Linked DNA regions of Sus scrofa: region 1 is linked to region 2. A link is a contact called in public promoter capture Hi-C data. All regions are on one chromosome and are shown on one strand. The core of a region is the stretch at or near the end of the contact, and the rest is flanking DNA. Distances in the headings are between cores, read along the strand shown.

Evidence for each region. Promoter capture Hi-C pulls out the DNA fragments that hold promoters and counts their contacts.
Region 1: a promoter capture Hi-C map of liver shows a contact between it and region 2, with 2.8 times the contacts expected there. The contact joins the promoter of CRIP3 here to the enhancer-like site in region 2. A contact is called at or near these places in 2 of 5 promoter capture datasets (fetal liver and liver) and 6 of 47 Hi-C or Micro-C datasets (embryonic fibroblasts, epiblast stem cells, fetal liver and 2 more).

The regions. Positions count from the first base shown.
Region 1 is chr7:38,335,462-38,340,249 of Sscrofa11.1, forward strand. CRIP3 (cysteine-rich protein 3) reads right to left here and starts at 3,165. Exons shown (of 8, transcript XM_021098749.1): 1 at 2,189-3,165; 2 at 1,836-1,930; 3 at 1,378-1,435; 4 at 1,150-1,281; 5 at 307-378; 6 at 89-183. The coding sequence starts at 2,231.
Region 2 is chr7:38,276,846-38,281,734 of Sscrofa11.1, forward strand. It overlaps TTBK1 (tau-tubulin kinase 1), which reads left to right. Exons shown (of 15, transcript XM_001929304.5): 2 at 2,669-2,830. The coding sequence starts at 2,723. Among named protein-coding and RNA genes, the nearest start is that of TTBK1, 2.8 kb to the left of the region's middle. Within about 2 kb of position 3,351, at least 41 of the 83 cell types and tissues checked have an H3K27ac peak or open chromatin away from gene starts, as enhancers often do. A contact at or near this core is called in epiblast stem cells, fetal liver and liver, where this site is marked.

The DNA of each region.
Region 1 (4,788 bases), core at 1,915-4,414, 58 kb after region 2:
GAGAGAGAGTGAGATGTCTGAGCTTAGCTCTTTTCCCATTTTCAGCCTTCCACCTCCCAGCATAATCACCCACTTCTGCCTTGCTCACCTCGGCATGACTCCCAGCAGTCAGGGTCTTCCGGCACCGCTGGCACCTCAGACAGGGTCGGTGCCAATTTCTGCCCAAAGACATCACCTTCTCAGCTGGTGAGGGAGAGGTGGCAGTTTGAGGGGCAGGGCAGGGAGACACACTTGCCTTACACCACCCCCCTGCCCTCTGATGCCCACCCTAAGTGCCCCCTTCCCTAGCTTTCTATTGTCACTTACCAAAATAGACGGGTTCCTCACAACCAGGGCACAGAGAGGTCTCCCCAGTGAACGTCTTCATGTAGGGAGGGCCTTTAAAGGGAAGAGGTCCCCGCGAGGACTGAGGTGGAGGCTTGGCCTAAACAGGGCCCACCAGCACTGGCCTGCGTATGGCACTGTCCTCTTCCAAAAGCCAGGCTCATCCCAGCGCCTCTCACCCATATGGGCATGAGTCTGCCTTCCTCAGGCAGAGCTGAGCCCTCCACCCCCACTCCATTTCTTGCCCCATATCTATCTGTAGGAGGGACCACCTGCTTCCTTTTTATGCTCCCAGGGGCTCAGGTGCCCACTAGCCCAACCCTGTCAGCAACTCAATCCTCAGGAAACCTGAGCTGATATAGGAGCTGGCCAGGGCAGGGGTGTCAGGTGTTGGGGAACAGAGTGTCACTGCCCACTCCAGGGGATGGAGGAAGGAACAGGGAGAGGGGAGAAGTGGAAGAATGTGAGGGGCTGGCGCATCTCAATGACCCTCCACTCTAGGTCATTCTTTCCATGGCCCCAGCCTGGGAGGGTCCTGAGTTCCAGGCCAGATTTTCCTCTGTCTAGCTGTGTGACTGTACAACTTCACCTGCCTTGTCCAGACTTCAGTTTCCTCACTTGTAAAATAGGGGTGATAATGCCATCTGCCTAATTTTCCTCTTAATCAGCAGCTTACATGAGGAAACATCAAAAAGGGGGCAGAGAAGACTTTGTCATGAACAAAGTGGCAGAGGGCTAGGTGGGATCTTGCCAACTGGGCCCACCCTGTGTTCCATCCTGGGCAAGGGTCAGGAGGAGAAGTAGCTAGGGTCCAATCTCACTTACTTTTCTTGCCCTGGGGGAGGCCAGGTCTGGGCCTGGGGGAGCTGAAGCTGCTGGGGCTGAGGGGGGTGATGCTGGCAGGGATGGGAGCTGGGGATCTGTAGAGGTAGGAGCCCACACCACCAATGTTCACCCCTGCAGAAAGAAGAGGGGAGGTCAGGCTTGAGCCTCCAGCTCCCAGGCACAAGGAGGGTTTTGTTGTCCCCTGGCCCCTTCCAGGCTGGTACTTACCCCTGGGTCCAAAAAGAACCCCATAGCATGGCTTGTGGCAATACGGCCTTCCGTTGTGCTAGGCACGAGGAGAGGGAAGAGGATTGCTTAGGGCCCAAGAGGGCCTCCCCTGTGCCCCACAATCTTTTCCCCAAGACAGCTGCCGTTTGTATCTTTCTACTGGCCTGGGTTGGTGGGTCTAGGAGTAGTGAGGGGTGGGCTGGCATGCCAGAAGTGCCACTGTGGTTGGGGGAAAGGGAAAGAGCAGGTCAGGAAGCACTGCTGCTTCTCTTTCCCACCTGACAAAAGGCATGAGATCCACCTGCACAACTCAGGCTCCCCAGATACTGGATGGTGTGGTGCCTCGTGGGTAATTCGATTTGGGGAGTTGGCTGCCGAGGTTGATGGTGGTGGGCTGATGGGGCTGAAACTGGGAGCTGGTGACAGGCACAGGGCTGTGCAACCCAGCCAAGCCTCACCTCTGCATGCCCTCCTGGGGACAGGACGTTGTGGCAGTGCTCACATTTCAGGCAGAAGCGGTGCCAGTTCTTGCCCAGGGAGCTCACCTTCTCTGCTGTGGGGGGACAAGGTTGAACCAGGCAGCGGGGAGCCAGGCCAGGCAGAAGGTGCACTCCTTTTTTCCCTGGGTCCCACCCGCCCGGATTCCTAGAGACAATGGGGAGTGTCTCTGGGAGGCCAGCTCCATCCCGCCAGAGTGCCCTGCGCCCCAGAGGTCTGGAACCACAATTTCGCCACCTCCTTGGGTACTTATGGAACCCAACGGCTCCCACTCGCCCCGTCTTCTCCTCCCCTTCCTCCGTCCCAGCCTCACCAAAGAAAACGGGCTGCAGACAACGGGGGCAGATCCAGCTCATGGCTCCATGCGCTGAGCAGCCGGCACTGCACACCTTAGGCAAGTCCGCTGGAGCTCAGGTCCCACCTCCTCCACTGGCCCCGCCCACGGCTCAGCTGTGAGCCTTGCCTTGCGGAACCCGCTGCTCTTCCACGTTCAATGGCCGCCAGAAATTTAGAACCACTTCGGGGATGTAGGCAATTTTGACGTTACTTCTAAACATTAAGCTTTGGACCGGTGGAGAGGAGAGAAGGTCCTGAAGCTAGACAGAAGGAAACTCTCCAGGGTATAGACGCCATGACAATACCATTATTTCCCCAAAGCTAGGGGTTAGGCATTATTTGAAATATTTTAATTCCGCCTTTCAGTGGCAGGTGTTAAGAGCGGGGGAATCTGGAGCTTATCTTTGTCTTATTTACTCACTCTTTAGCTTTAGGCAAATTACTTAACCCTCTTCTGCCTCTGTTTTCTTACCTGTACAACGAGTAATGTAATAAGTCTCTCCCTCATAGGATTGTGGTGAGAATTAGATGTTAATTCGTGCAAAGTGCCCAAACAGTACCTGGCACCTAAATGCTATAAAAGTGATAAGTATCATTATGATGGATCCCATAATGAACCCACGACTCTTAGTTTGGAAGCCCCCAAATGTGGTCTGCATACTATGGTTTGCTCATAAAATGATAATGCTTATTCAATATAAAAGTATAATTCAGACATCAATTACATATTCCTAATTTAGTTTAAGATGTTTTAATATTTGTTAAAAGTAGCTCAGCAGTGCTTCAAAGGACACTTCAAGAAATTCAAACCTACAGAATGGGAACAAATATTTGCAAACATATCTGATAAGGTTCTACTAATCAGAATATGTACAAGACTTTTATTTTATTTTGTTTATTTATTTATTTTGCTATTTCTTGGGCCGCTCCCGCGGCATATGGAGGTTCCCAGGCTAGGGCTTGAATCGGAGCTGTAGCCACTAGGCTACGCCAGAGCCACAGCAACGCGGGATCCGAGCCGCGTCTGCAACCTACACCACAGCTCACGGCAACGCCGGATCGTCAACCCACTGAGCAAGGGCAGGGATCGAACCCGCAACCTCATGGTTCCTAGTCGGATTCGTTAACCACTGCGCCACGACGGGAACTCCAAGACTTTTAAAACAATAAAAAGACAACCCAAATAAAAGATGGGAAAAAACTCTGAATAGACATTTTTCCAAAGACAATATACAAAGGTCAACAAACATATGAAAAGATGCTTATCATTTGTCATTAGGAAAATGAAAATCAGTACCACAGTGAGAACATTTTACACCTACTAGAATGGCTACATTAAAAAAGGAGAGTGTTAGTGAGGATAGCAAAACTGGATCCTTCATACAAAGTTGACGTGAATGTAAAATAGTGTACCCCACTGAAAAAGTCTGGCAGTTCCTCAAAAAGCTACAATTTTATAGTCACCCTATGATCCTTGCACTCCTCACACACACAAAGTGCATGTTCACACAAAAACTTGTGGATGAATATTCATAGCACTGCTATTCACAATAGCCGAAAGCTGGAAAAACCCAAAGTCCATCAGCTGATGAATGGATAAACAAAATGTAATCTTTCTGGAGTTCCTGTTGTGGCTCACTGGTGATGCTGACTAGTACCCAGGAGGACTCAGGTTCGATTCCTGGCCTTGCTCAGTGGGTTAAGGATCCGGCACTGCCATGAGGTGTGGTGTAGACCGGCAGCTGCAGTTCAGATTAGACCCCTCGCCTGGGAACTTCCATATGCTGCACCTGTGGCCTAAAAAGCAAAAACAAAAACAAAACAAAACAAAACAAAAACACCTCTATCTATGATAGAATGTTATTCAGCCATAAAAAGGAATAGAGTACTGTGATCATCATTGTACAACCATAAATGTAATAAATTGAGTTTAAAATTTTAAAAAAATAAAAAAGGGAACAGAGTACTAATGCATGCTACAACATGGATGAACCATAAAAATATTAAGTGAAAGAAGCCAGATACACACCACCGCATATGACATGTTCAAAATAGGGAAATCTATAAAGCTAGGAAGTAGATCAGTGATTGCTAGGGGTTTAGGGGAGGGGCAATTGAGAGCATCTGCTAATGGGTACCAGGTCTCCTATGGGAAGATGAAAATGATCTGGCATTAGATAATGGTGATATTTACCCAACCTCACTGGATATTCTAAAAATCATTGAATTGTATACTTTTAAGGGTGAAATTTATGGTATGTGGATAAGGTCTTAATAACACCTGAAGGTAACTTTTTTTTTTAAAGATAGCTCAGCAAATGAGGGGCAGGGCCACAGCCAAGGAGACAAGCCCTCGATAAAGTATCATGGTGAAATGAAGAGTTTTCTGGAGTATGTTCCTCTGTTTTATCAGGGCGGTTTGTCAAAGAGCTGAAGGGGCTGTGTGTGCTAAACCCATCACTGGGCTACAGCACTGTGCCCTGCTGGGTGAAAGGAGTTCTATTTGTGTCTTGGGAATCTGAGACCCTCTCTGGACTTTAGATTCCTCAGCAGGGCAATGGGGATAGGACTGGTGTC
Region 2 (4,889 bases), core at 2,101-4,600:
GCCGTTCCCAGCTGTCTCCATAACCTCTCTTGTCCTCGGTGCCTGCATTCCTCCCACCAGCCTCCTTACCTACTTCCTCAGCCCTTCAACTGTGCCCAGAAATCCTTCTCATGGTCCTGTCCCCTCATCACCTGTCATGATGAGCCCCTCACCTGTTCCATCTTATGCAACCCCCTCCTCTGATCCTGTCACCCCTTGTCCCCTACACTCCCCTCTGCCCCCTTCCACACCTCTTAACCTGATCCCATTACTCCTCGCTCATCTCTTTCACCTCTTCTTAACTGTGCTCCCAGATTCCCTCACACACCTGGCTCACACCTTGCATAGGTGCACCTCAACACCTATATGCACGTGCTAGGATGAGCTGCCAGCCACTTGGCTATGCCCCCGCAACCCACACGCACACACACATCAGGGGCCCCCCACTCTTAAACATACACACTTGCCGACAGATATTCCTTAAACCTCCTCCCCAAGCCCTCAATAACTACACACCAAAGAGTCTTGAGGGGGCAATCAGGGAGCAGCCAGGTTCCTCGTGTTCGTGTCATCAGCCCTAGCCTGGGCTGGCTGCAGTCCTCTGAGGCAGAGAGTGGGAAGGATGCTGGGCAGGGAGAGGCAGGGAATCCTCATTCATCTTCCTGCCTCTACTCCCCCTTTTCCCACTTCGCCTGTTCCTTGCACGCTTGCCCGTCTATAGAGTGGGAGCAGGATTCACATCTTCCTCATCAATCTACAGAATCCTCCATCCCAGGGCTGGAAGGCCCACCCGAGGTCACCCTCTTTAACTCCTTACGGCTCCCCTCCCCCGTTTACTGGTTCAATTGCTTCTTCAATCTTGTCTTCAACCTGTCTCCTCCACCTTTATTCCAGAATCCCCCATCCCTACCTCTCCCTTCATCCTGCCATTGCCCCCACTGCTCTCTGAGTTCCTGATGATGCCCCGAATGTCATTTGGCAGAAGGAAAGTGGAGGCCTATTTGCTATCCCCACAGTTCTGATCCTCTGAAGTTGTGTGGATGGGGTGGGGAAAGTCAGCTGAGTCATTTGACAGGAAGAGTGAGAGTATCCCTCTCCCGGAAGATCCCTTCTCCACCTGTCCCTCATGGCACACCGCGACCTGTTGAAGATCGTTTTCATGCCTTCACTACCCCACGCTGCCCCTGTTCCGGGATGGCCAGACCCAGGAGCCCATGTCATCAACTAGTCCATCCCAAGGAAAGACAGGCCTGTGTCGTTCCCACCCCATCCATAGGTGTCTTAGGCACTTTCTTCCTCTCCACCTCCCCCACCATACCCAGCCTGAGTAACTTCCTTACAACTGTGATTGTGAGCCCCAGGGTCGCTGTGAGCCCCGTGCTTATCAAAAGTGTAGGGAGAAAGGAGAGAGGAAAAGATCCTGTTTCCATTCCTAGACTGGGTTGGCAGAGATCTCAAAAAGCTGTCTCTTCCGGCCCCTGCCCACACGCAAGCACATCACACACTGATAGACACAAGAACACAGAAGCCCCTGCAGCCCCAGATGTACAGACACACACAAGCACACACAGGCACAGACACACACAGGAAGACACACAAAGATGTATACGCATTCACAGAGAGGGATACACACACAGACACACTTGTGCCCACTGATATTTCCCTGGGTAAGGCTGGCTGGCATTCCCAGCCTTCATTCTTGGGACACGCTCCCTGATATCCAACTTCTACCAATCAGTATGCGACAAAGGCTGTGTTCCTTCCAGTCGGTTCCTAAGCAGACACAGAAAGGTGTGGGCAGAGGCTCTCTTACTCCTTATCCACCCAGACCCGCTGCTCCCTATCACTCCTCCTACCTTCTCATTCCATTTTCCTGCTGCCCCCCCCCCAATTCAGCCTGCCTCATTTCCTCTGAGTGGTCACAGGGCTGCCGTGCCTCTAAAGCCCACATCTTGAGTCCATCACCTTATGTTCACCCCATCACTCACATCCTTGCTTCTCACCCCAAAACCGTGCCAGTGGTTTGGGCTCAGCACTGAGAATGGTTTCAGCCTCCTCACTCAGCACCATCCTCAAAGGGCAGCTCCTAATTTTCTGATGCTTATATCTCCCATGGTTGATTAGAGGTCCCTGCCACTCTGGTCTGTGTCTCCCTTGGGTCACCCCTTGGTCAGCAGTTCTTCTCTTTCACTGAGCCTCAGAGGCACAGTTCTCTGGGCACCGTGCGGCATGGGATGGTGTGAATGTGTGAGCGGAGGATAGAGTCCCTCAGGCTGGTCCTTCTTGGCTCAGGTCTCCCTGGCCCAAGCGCAGATTTCCATCTGGTGAGCACCTGGGTGAGCAAGTCCTCCCCACATTAGTTAGCATGGGTTTCTTTGGGAAACGCTTTCCTCACAGCCTGCTCACACATCATTTTCCACTCCCTTTTTCCATCACATATGTGTCCCATTGCTGGTTTTCACATCTCCAATTTGTAGTTTGTACCTACCTTCCCATGGATGGTATTTCTTCTTCTCCTCTGACCTCCACCGGGTTTTTACACAGTTCTTCCCCCAGTGACCCCTGGAGCATCTACCCAGTGGGCTAGGAAATGATGCCTGCCAGGAGAACCTGTGTTCCCCTCCTCCATATCTGCTAGGGGGTCCTGGGTCCTAGCCCGCCCCCTCACAGCCCCTTCCCACTCCCCCAGGTAGATGGCCCCTCCAGAGCAGGCCCTGCGGACACCCCTCCCTCCGGCTGGCGGATGCAGTGCCTAGCGGCCGCTCTTAAGGACGAAACCAACATGAGTGGGGGAGGGGAGCAGGCCGACATCCTGCCGGCCAACTACGTGGTCAAGGATCGCTGGAAGGTGGTGAGTGAGTGACCTGGCCGGGCGGGGGAAAGGGCGGGGGGAGGATGGGAGGAGAGACCTGTTAAATCAGTTGCCCTCTGTGTCCCTACCGTAAGAAGGAGGTGTCCCTGAGCTCATTTGCCTACGACTTGCAGGTCATTATTTTGCCTCCACTTGTGGACAATCGCTTTCTGCCGGTCCCTCTCTCCAGTCCCGCCGTCTTTCACTCCTTTCCCCGCTAGGTCACGTTGGTCGGGTCCAGACTGGAACAACTCCTGGTTGGATGTCAGAGCAGGAGCTGCAGAGCTCAGTGGGGGGAGGAGGGCGAGGGTGGGGGAGGGGGCTCTTTCTCTGCTGGACCTTGGAGAAGGGCAGTGAGCGAGCCCCTCCTCTTCCGCATAGGACAGAAAAGCTTGGGTTCGGGGAAAGAGGCCCTGCAGGCGGCTCCTACCGCACTCGCACTCCACCTTCTCCATACACCCTCCTCCCCTCACTGCTTCCTGCGGCAGGTGCAACACTCCGAGACTCCATCTCCCAGCGTGCCTTGCTTCTCCAGCCCGGGACTTCAGGCTGCTCTGCCTGCTGGGAGTTGTAGTCCGAGCCTCCTCAGGGCTTTGGGCTTCGGAAGGGAGGGCAACACTTAAGGATGGACGCAAAGGCAGTGTATCGTATTCTGAGTGGAACTGTAAATCAGTCCCGATCCCACCGTCCCCCTTCCTTTCTTTCTGATGCTTGAGAGCGCTCTGATGTCTTCTCATGGGAGCAGGATGAAGTGATCGGCTGTGAGCTGTGGGTCTGCATAGGGTGGGAGCGGGGGCTCAGCTCACCAACAGGGGAGGGGGCCGAGATTGAGAAGAGAGTGAGGCTTGGCTGCGGCCAGGTCTCCATGGCAATAACCACCCAGTGGGTAGGTCGCCTAGTGGCCCAGGGAGAGGGCAAAGATAACAGTGTTGTCAGAGATGTCTCTGGGACTGGGGAAGGCGCGTGGCGGGGGGGGGGGGGGGGGGCCTTGCTGGAGGAGCCAGATTACTGAGGGAAGGGGCTGTATATCCCAGAAAGGGATTTCCTGAGAGGGAGTGGAAAAGGATGGAAATTGAGAGAGGAGGACCCAGGGAAATACGCAAAGGAATGAGGATCTGGCAAAGTGAGGAGTGTTTCTCTAAGACCCTGTCCCCCATCCCGCTTGAGGTTCCACTCAGGACTTAGTCTCTGGCAGATTAGAGGCAGCAGGACTTTTGCAATGAAGAGATGGGAAAAAGAGAGTGTTCACACACATACTGACTTTGGGTTGGAACTTTCCAGTGCTTTTTGAGGGAGGGTGTGGGAGATGAGTGGGGAGAGAAGTGTCAGGGGTTAGGGGAGGGCAGGAGACAAGCCCTCAGTCGTGGCCAGTGTGACCCCTCTCTTTCCCTTCCTTCCCTCCCTGGTCCCTCGAGAATTAGAGAGGGTGGGGTACCAGATATTTCCCCTCAGCCAGTCCCCATGAGGGATAGATGGGGAGTGAGGCACCACTCAGGAACCAAGAACAAGCTGTCCTGATGGGCTGTGTGAGGAGGAAATGAGGGTCCGTGGTACTAAATGGGGCATTTCATTTTATTTTATTTTATTTGTCTTTTTGCTATTTCTTTGGGCCGCTCCCGCAGCATATGGAAGTTCCCAGGCTAGGGGTCTAATCGGAGCTGTAGCCACCAACCTACGCCAGAGCCACAGCAACATGGGATCCAAGCTGCATCTGCAACCTACACCACAGCTCACGGCAACGCCGGATCCCCAACCCACTGAGCAAGGGCAGGGGCCGAACCCGCAACCTCATGGTTCCTAGTCGGATTCGTTAACCACTGCGCCACGACGGGAACTCCAGGCATTTTAAAATAAGAGCATTTTTTTCTTCTTGAGGGGTGCCTCTCAGCATCAGAATATCAAATTTAGCATTTTTTGAGCACTTACTATTGTCAGGTACTGTGCAAAATGACTTACATGTATTATCTCAGCAACCTATGGAGTAGATACTCCTGTTAGCCTCGTTTCACAGGGGTGGAAACTGAAGCGTAGAGCTTAGTTAACTTGCCAAATTCCCATG